Regions from separate parts of the Mus musculus genome. Here region 2 is linked to region 1. The links are chromatin contacts, called in public HiChIP or PLAC-seq maps. All regions are on one chromosome and are shown on one strand. Each heading gives the region's core, a stretch centred on a gene start, on an enhancer-like site or on the middle of the called end of the contact. The rest is flanking DNA. Distances are from core to core; before and after follow the strand shown.

Evidence for each region. HiChIP or PLAC-seq counts read pairs in DNA pulled down with a chosen protein or histone mark.
Region 2: an H3K27ac HiChIP or PLAC-seq map of microglia shows a contact between it and region 1, with 4 times the contacts expected there. The contact joins two enhancer-like sites. A contact is called at or near these places in 2 of 39 promoter capture datasets (the SN4741 cell line and embryonic stem cells), 6 of 115 datasets of contacts at active chromatin or transcription factors (the SCID.adh cell line, embryonic stem cells, microglia and 2 more) and 3 of 9 other capture datasets (adipose tissue, liver and macrophages).

Annotation. Positions count from the first base shown.
Region 1 is chr15:79,881,450-79,885,884 of GRCm38.p6, forward strand. No RefSeq gene overlaps it. Among named protein-coding and RNA genes, the nearest start is that of Apobec3, 8.7 kb to the right of the region's middle. Within about 2 kb of position 2,107, at least 228 of the 459 cell types and tissues checked have an H3K27ac peak or open chromatin away from gene starts, as enhancers often do. A contact at or near this core is called in microglia and pancreatic cancer cells, where this site is marked.
Region 2 is chr15:80,032,568-80,037,002 of GRCm38.p6, forward strand. Gm41361 (a long non-coding RNA gene) reads left to right here. Exons shown (of 4, transcript XR_875489.3): 1 at 1-126; 2 at 708-860. Among named protein-coding and RNA genes, the nearest start is that of Gm41361, 2.8 kb to the left of the region's middle. Within about 2 kb of position 2,459, at least 25 of the 459 cell types and tissues checked have an H3K27ac peak or open chromatin away from gene starts, as enhancers often do. A contact at or near this core is called in microglia and pancreatic cancer cells, where this site is marked.

The sequences.
Region 1 (4,435 bases), core at 857-3,356:
CTAGTCCAGCAAATGAAATGTCCTCCTAGCCCTTGCAATGCTGATTCATGGCTGCATGTGTAAAATCATTCCCTGAAGGTTGCTTGTTTGTCTTAGAACGTGCATTTCCAATCTCATGCTTGCTCTGGAGAACTGTTCAGTCTTTGTGCTTGCCATGCAGTTTTCTGATTAGTTGCTTTTATTTTATGTTTGTTCCTGGTATGCATTTTCACACACCCATATACATACTGAGATCAGAAAACTTGTATACATCCATATTCTTCTATCATGTGAGTGGGAGAGACTGAAGGTGGCTCATCCCACTGTTCTTCTAGGTGCTCCCCTCGCTTGGCCGCAAGCGCCTTTATCTGTGAGCCCTCTCTCTGACCCTTAGACATCGTGTATTCGTTGTTATAGATAAAGAACCATTTGGCAACATTGATTCACCTTTTAAAGTCATAGATACAATGTAATATAATAGCAACTAAGCATACTCAACAACAAACCAGTAACCTGAAAGCAGAAGCCCTAGACCAATCAGAATCTTCCTCATTCCTTTCTACGCAAGGTATCTCCTCTAAGTGGTAGCTTCTAAGATTTTATTTTTGCATTGTAGCTTAAATTGTAATACGGGGGGAGGGGGGGCAGACAGGAGGGCAGGTGGTAGAATCTGGGCAGAGTATAGGACCAAGCAGGGCTACATAGTAAAACTCTAATTTTCTACTTTATTTTCAAGGTTCTACAACAGGTTTTGGGTATGTTTTGAGTGCTTTCATACAGGAAAGAAATAGAGGCAAATGGTAAAAATAATTCAATCATTGAGAGGAGAATATTACTGGATTTCTAGACTGTGATATGCTGTTTTCTAAATTTTCTTTACCTCCGTTACTGTCTTGTGAAATAGGGACTCACTGTTCAGCCCTGGCTTAGAGGGAACTTACTATGTGGGTTGGCCTTGAACTCAGAGATCTGCAAATGCCCAGATTAAAGGTCTGTGCCACTTGATCGTCCCCCTTTCCCTCCATTCTTAACTAAATATTCTCATCACCCAGTTAGTAACCGAATGACAGAGGATAGGCTGAAATTTAGCAAATGGTCTTTTGTGTCCCAGCTAGGACCCTGATGCTAACCAGGGACCCTGATCTACCAGAATGTGTCCACCTTAAGGTCAGGATATAAAGGTAACCTTGACACCGGCACACAGTAGCAATTCCCTCCCTTTCCTTGCCGTATTTATTGGCACAGACGTTCAGAGACCGTGACCACAACTGAGTGGCAGTGGCAGGGAGACGCGCAGGCTCAGGATTGCTCCCAGAATCCGCACCCCCACCCCTCTTTGGGTACAGGATGGAATCAGATTTTCCATCTTTGAGGTACGCTGTGAACATGTGATTTGCTTTGGCCAATGCAATGTGAGCATAGATGACATCACTTCCATACAAAAAGCTTTAAGATCCATAGCAATCAGCATCTCTAGGTGTTGCTGGCCCACTGAGGGCCACTGAGTGCAAATGCATGATGGGACCCCCGCCCCAGGAATACTTAGCATATGTGGAAAAAGGCTTCCTGGAGTCAAACCCCTTGGTTCTTGGTTCACCTAACCTGGTGGCCCAAAGGAAAGCCACTGGTTAACAGGATGCGCGTCTGTTGCCAGGCTCCCTCTCTGAAAACCTGCACCTGCCTTCTCGAATCCCAAGTCTGGGCCCTTCCGTTCTCTCTTGCTCGGGATCTCGGTGCTCCCCTTACTCAAGCCAGCCTTGCGTTTGCTCCTTACTAATCACGCACTGGATATTAGGAATATTCTCCGATATTGGTATAGATTCGTAGCTTGCAAAACTATTCAATCGCAGTCTTTTATCACCGGAGACATCGCTGGCCCATGATATAACTAGTTTGAAATGTCAGCGCCCACGTGCCGTTCTGAGCTCTGAGGTGCATAGCCACCCAAATCTGCACAATCTTGTCACAGGGGTGAAGGTGGCGGCAGGGATTGCGGCTCCCCGGACCCCGGCGCCCCCTGCAGGCGGCGGCCGGAGAAGCAGCGGCGGCGGGGACAACAAGAGGACCCGCCCTGGCGTCCCAACAGGAGACTGCGCAGCTGCAGGGTGAATGGCGCGGCCGCATCCTCCGCTGGGCTGTTTTCCCGGAGGCTGACCCACCAGCGGAACCAACGGAAAATCTGGGGGTGGCCTGGGCCGAATAGAGCGAACCAAGTCTGCAAATTCCATTGTGTTTCCAGTCTCGGGGCTTTGAAACAGGAAGGGAGAAATGGGTCCTGCGCATCAGGCGCCAAACTGCAGCGTACTGCAGAGCATGAGCAAGCGAACTAGGTTGTTCCTTAGGAATTCAGGCCAGAGCCCCGACATGACCAAGCGGGTTCTGTTCTGGCCAAGAGAGCGGGCTTTGAGCCCCGTGGTCAACGTCAAAATGGCCCTGAAGCTGAAATCCTTGTAGATCAGTTAATGATAAAATTAATAATAATAATAATAATAATAATAATAATAATAATAATAATAATAATGTAAATAAAATGATAGATGATCAATGGGTGACCAATAGATAGTAGATAGGTGATAACTTGATAGATTGGTAATAAATGGTATAGATGAATGGATGATAAATGGTAGACAATAGGTAGATAGATGGTATATAAAAGATTCATGTATACATGCTGGGTAGATAATTCCAGCTTTCAAGTTCAAAGTCAGCCTAATGAGGCCCAGTGTCAAAACAACACCACAGCAAAAGACACTATCTGGTTTGTTCCGTGTACTTAGCTGTGCCCTCACCTCACCGTGTGTGTGTGTGTGTGTGTGTGTGTGTGTGTGTGTGTGTGTGTGTATTTAAACTGCTTTCTCCTGGACCACACTGGACATTACTCTGGTTTTATTTTATTGTTGTTGTTGGTTTTTGGCTTTTGTTTTGTTTGTGTTTATGTTTATTTCTCTCATTTATATTATGTATGTGAGTACACTGCAGCTGTCTTCAGACACATCAGAAGAGGGCATAGGATCCCATTACAGATGGTTGTGAGCCACCATGTGGTTGCTGGGAATTGAACTCAGGACCTCTGGAAGAGAAGTCAGTGCTCTTAACCTCTGAGCCATCTCTCTGGCCTCTGGTTTGTTTTTTTGTTTTTGTTTTTTTCTTTTGAGACAAGGTTTCCTCTGAGTAGCTCTTGATACATCTGCCTCTACCTCCTCAGTGCTGGGATTAAAGGGGTGTGCCACCAGTGTCCCCGCCTAGTGGCATCCTCTAAAAGTCAGACCTGCTTCCCTGACGTGCTATTTATTTCCCAACCTGAACCCACTGCAAGCTGTCTGGGGATGTGGCTGAGTCAGTAAAACACTTGCTAGCCTAGCACTCTTGAGGCCCTGGGCTTGATCCTGAGCATCACATACACTAACTATAGTCTTCATAAACACGTGATACTGTTGGCTAGAGATGAGATGGACCCCGTCCTCTGCAGCAGCTGAGGAAGGATGGCCTTGCTTTGTCCTAGAACCTATTTGGAGAACAAGTTCAAGGAACCAGGAGGAGAAGGCTGACACCCACAGAGTAGTGGTCACTCCTGGACACCTGTGAACACGGCAGGCATTACCAAGTGGCATCAGGTGGTGATGGATGTGGGCCCTGGCAGGTGGTGGGTCACACAGGCTCGTCTGCACTTCTGTTCTATAAGTGAGAACTTTAGTAGAGTTCCTTCAGTGCTGGATGCGGGCCCCAGCTGACTTGTTAGTTTATTGTGTTATTATTATATTAGCTATCATTATAGCCAAATATAAAGAATGCTTGGCTCCTGGGGGAGCAATGACTGGAATGTAAATAAGTTTTTTTTTTTTTTAAAGAATGCTTGACCCACACATGCTGAGGATTATATAAATATTCACTGTTGCCCGGAGTCAAGGCACAAGCTGAAAATCTGAGCACTTGGAAGGAGGAAGCAAGACGATCAAGAGTGTGAGGTCATCTTACACTATGCAATGAGTCTGAGGTCAGCCTGGGCTATCTGAGACCTGGTCTCAGCCAGCAAACAAACAAACAAACAAACAAACAAACAAACAACCCCACAGATAGAAGCACTGAGCATGGCGAACCAAGCGTCTCCAGAATCCAAATGGTGGGAAGAAAGAACTGACCCTTGAAAGCAGCCCTCTGCCCTTCACATGTAGGTTACATAGCATACATATGTGCATTCATTCACACACTGTGATGGCTATACTTGGTTGTCAACTTGACTATCCGGAATGAACTACAATCCAAAGATGAAAGGCACAGCTGAGATCCCAAGCTTGAGGAAGGAAGACACCTTTACTCCAGGCCATGTCTTCTGCTGGAAGCCTAGACAAGGACAACGGAAGAAGGAAGGTCTTCCTGCTCTGTCTGCCTGCCCTCATCCTGTTGGCACATCCATTCTTTTGCTGCTATTAGAGCAGACTTCTGGATTCCACCATTT
Region 2 (4,435 bases), core at 1,209-3,708, 150 kb after region 1:
TGGAATTCAGTCTCTTCCTGGATGCCTTCAGATCAAGATGTAGAACTCTGGCTCCTCCATCACCAAGTCTGCCTGCACGCTGCCATGCTTCCTGCCATGATGATAATGGACTAAACCTCCGAAACGGTAAGCCAGCCCCAATTCAATGACTGTCTTTTTTTATATATATATTTTTATTAGGTATTTTCCTCATTTACATTTCCAATGCTATCCCAAAAGTCCCCCATACCCTCCCCCCCACTCCCCTACCCACCCACTCCCACTTTTTGGCCCTGACGTTCCCCTGTACTGGGGCATATAAAGTTTGCAAGTCCAATGGGCCTCTCTTTCCAGTGATGGCTGACTAGGCCATCTTTTGATACATATGCAGCTAGAGTCAAGAGCTCAGGGGTACTGGTTAGTTCATATTGTTGTTCCACCTATAGGGTTGCTGATCCCTTTAGCTCCTTGGGTACTTTCTCTAGCTCCTCCATTGGGGGCCCTGTGATCCATCCAATAGCTGACTGTGAGCATCCACTTCTGTGTTTGCTAGGCCCCGGCATAGTCTCACAAGAGACATCTATATCTGGGTCCTTTCAGCAAAATCTTGCTAGTGTGTGCAATGGTGTCAGCGATTGGAAGCTGATTATGGGATGGATCCCCGGATATGGCAGTCTCTAAATGACTGTCTTTTTAAGAGTTGCCTTGGTCCTGGTGTCTCATCACAGCAATGGAAGCCCTAACTAAGATGTTCATGAAAACCGGTATCAAACTTGCTGAATACATCTGAAGATCTATGTTCCATCCTTGGAGCCCACAGTGAAAGGAGAGAACCGACTCCTGAAAGCTGACCTCTGACCTCCACCGATGCACCGGGGCATGTAGGTATCCACACACAATATAATAACCAATAACATAATATTTAGTGAAAAGAAGGCTGGGGACGTACCTCAGAGGTACAGTGCTTCTCTGATGTGTTTGAGGCCTACCAGAAAAAGGAATGTTGGCATTTTCGGTGCAGATGAGGAAAAGAAGTCTGGAGCAGGCAGGTCATCTGTAGGAGGCTGCCCACTCATCCCCACATCCTACCGCTGCTGAAGGAGGAAAAGCCATAGAATGCCCAGCCCTTCCGTGTCTGATCCCAGAAACCCAGGGCCAAGGGGGCAGTGCCTTGCCTCTCTGTGCCTCAGTTTCCTCGAGTCTAACACTGGAATGACCGCAGGCAATCAATCATGACCTCTGCTGCTCCTTCCCAGGTTCCTGTCCTGAACCCTGAATTGAGCTGGTTCCTTTAAAAGAGATCCCACCAAGCTGGGCGTGGTGGCGCACGCCTTTAATCCCAGCACTTGGGAGGCAGAGGCAGGTGGATTTCTGAGTTCAAGGCCAGCCTGGTCTACAGAGTGAGTTCCAGGGCAGCCAGGGCTACACAGAGAAACCCTGTCTCAAAAAAACAGAGAGAGAGAGAGAGAGAGAGAGAGAGAGAGAGAGAGAGAGAGAGAGAGAGAGAGAGAGAGAGAGAGAGAGAAAGAAGAAGAAGAAGAAGAAGAAGAAGAAAGAAGAAGAAGAAGAAGAAGAAGAAGAAGAAGAAGAAGAAGAAGAAGAAGAAGAAGAAGAAGAAGAAGAAGAAGAAGAAGAAGAGAGACAGAGAGAGAGACCCCACTATAGAAGGCCCCTTAGAAGGGTCAGGAGTCCCCGTGAGGAAGACATTGAAGGACATGAACTACATTAGCTGCTTTTCTGTCCCTGTGATCAAGTGGCCTGAAAGGAGATTTTGTTTTGTTCGAGACAGGGTTGCCCTGTGTAACCATTCTGGAGGTCCGGAAATTCACTTTGTAGACCCGGCTGGCTTTGAACTCACATAGACCTGCCTGCCTCTGCCTCTGCCTCCCAGGCACTGTGGTTAAAGATGTGAGCCACCACGCCTGGCTTGAGATTCATTTTTGTTTGTGGTGTTAAAGAGGAGGTAGGAGGAACAGAGAGCACTTTGCATACAGTGGCTTAGGATGCAGACAAGGAAACTGCCCGTGGGACTGTCTCTTTCTTCCTTAACAGGCCCCAGTCTACCAGACAGCCTCAAGCACGTGCAAGGCAGGTCTCTCCTGTGTTCATTCTCTCTGAAAACATCCTCATAGACACGCCCAGAGGTGTCCCTCCATCTCCGGGGTGAATCGAAAGCCAGTTAAGTTGACACTTGTCAGCCATTGTTCTGGGTGTGATGGCATAGCCTTTAACCCCAGAACTCGGGACACTGATGCAGGAGGGTCTACCGTACAGTCAAAGCCAGCCTGACTTACCTCATGAGTTCCAGACCAATCAATGTCATATAGACTCTGGAGAAGAAAAAAAAAATGTTAACTTTCACAAGAATGGTTAAGAGAGAGCACCATTCCAGACTGGAGGAGGAGCAAATACAGAGGCCCAGTGGTGGGGACAGTTTGCTCATTAAAGAAGAGGACAAGGGGGAAGTGAGCAAGGAGGTCAGTGGCAGGGGATGTGTCAGACAAGCCAGGGTACTGCCTGCTTCCCAATTCCCTCCCCACTGTGTGACCTTTGGCCCCACCTACCTCTCACTCTAGCCTGGATTTCCCCTTCCCTTTGTGGGTGGGAAGGCAGCAGCTACATCCTTTCCTAGATGGTGCCCTGGGTGGCCTCATCCATCCTTCCAGAGAGGTGTGGGGACCCCAGCAGCCACTGTCCCTGCAGCTCCCTCTCTCTTTTGTTGTTCACAGCTTCCTAGGAGCTTAGGACTCACAACACAGAGCTTAGGACTCACCCAGCCTACAGTGTCCCTCCTGCCCTTCTCTGGCTAATCAGACCTGTTCTGTGCCCTGGTCATCCTGGGGTAGGAACAGAGGGTGAGTCTTAATGTCTATCCCCCAAGGACTGGCACAGGACTGGTCTCTGAGAAGCATCTTGATGGACGGACATGAACGGATTGGGCACTGTGTCAGAACAAGAAACCAGGGTCCCCCTGATAGTTGACTGCGCTCATGTTCATGGGCAAAGAGCTCCTTCCCTAATTTAGGAGTCTAGAGCCACGCTGGGCCCCCACATTAATCTGCAGGGACCTTGGGAAGCCTTGGGCTTTATGAGAACAGAGAAGTTAGAAGAGTCTCAGCTCTCAAAGCACAAGCCCCAAGGTTGGATGTGGAGCGCACAGCCTGGGTCAAAGCCTGGCCTTGGTCACTGTCAGCTGTGTGATGTCATATGATTTACTTTAATATCTCTGAGCTTGTTTCTATGGCTGAATGGGCTGAGCCTTAGTGTCTATCTCAAGGATTCCCGAGTGTTTATGGGATGATGCAACAGAAACACTATCACACAGGAGTCAAAGTTAAGTCTTAGGGGTGTGTGTGTGTGTGTGTGTGTGTGTGTGTGTGTGTGTGTGTGTGTGTGTAAGTTGTGTATGTGGGGGGGATGGTGTGAGGGGGTAGGTTGTATGTGGGTGTGTGGTATATGTGTGTATGTGTGTGTGGTGTGTATGTGTGTGGTGTATGTATGGTGTATGTGTATGGTATGTGTGTGTATATGTGTGTGGGGTGTATGTGGTATGATTGTGTGTATGTGTGTGTGGTGTATATATGTGTGGCACGTGTGTTTATGTGGTGTGTGTATATGTGTGTGTGATGTATGTGTTTGTATATGTGGGGGGATTGTGTGTATGTGTGTTGTATGTGTGTTTGTTTGTATGAATGGGTTTGTATAAGGGGGTGTTTGTGTGTGTATATGAATAGGGGGTATGATATGTATGTGTGTGGAATATATGTATGATGTATGAGTGTGTGTGTGTTCAGGAATCAGACATGCCTGTACCTAATAACTGCAGCAGAGCAGCAGACTGGCTGTATCCCAGGCTGCTGTTCTGAGGTTTCTACAGTGTCTGGAAGTGCAGGAAGACACGTTGGCAGTGTGGCAGTGACAGGCATCGCTAGCTGAGAGCATGCTTGTTCAGGATGTGTGTGGCCTGTCTGTACACAGGGTCTCTGTGGACATCCACACTGCTACCCAGAGGCAGCCTCCACTCTGCCCTCATGCCCACCTTCTGCAAGCAGATTGTATCACTGAGAACTGAGAGGGACTCCGAGGACAAAAGTTCTCAGTGGTGTGAGCCTCTAGAGCCCTGGGGACAGCCTTGCACACACACACTCTACTCCAGGGACAGGGCTGGAAACAATGTAGAATAGACAGGAGAGGTGTCAGCGACACCAGTGCAAAGAACAGCCTCTTGTACCCTTGTCCCTGACTACAAGGGCATGGGGACACTTAGAGCATTTATGGACCCACAGTCCTCAGTGCAAAGCCTTCAGAGCAGGGACACCGAGGAACAGGGACGTTAAGTTACTCTCACCTAAGGTCACACAGATGTAAAGGAGAAACCAGGATTCTGATTCCTGACTGTGTGCCTCAACTCCCTCCCAGCGCCCCCAGGATGTGATTCTGGAAGCTACCCCATTTC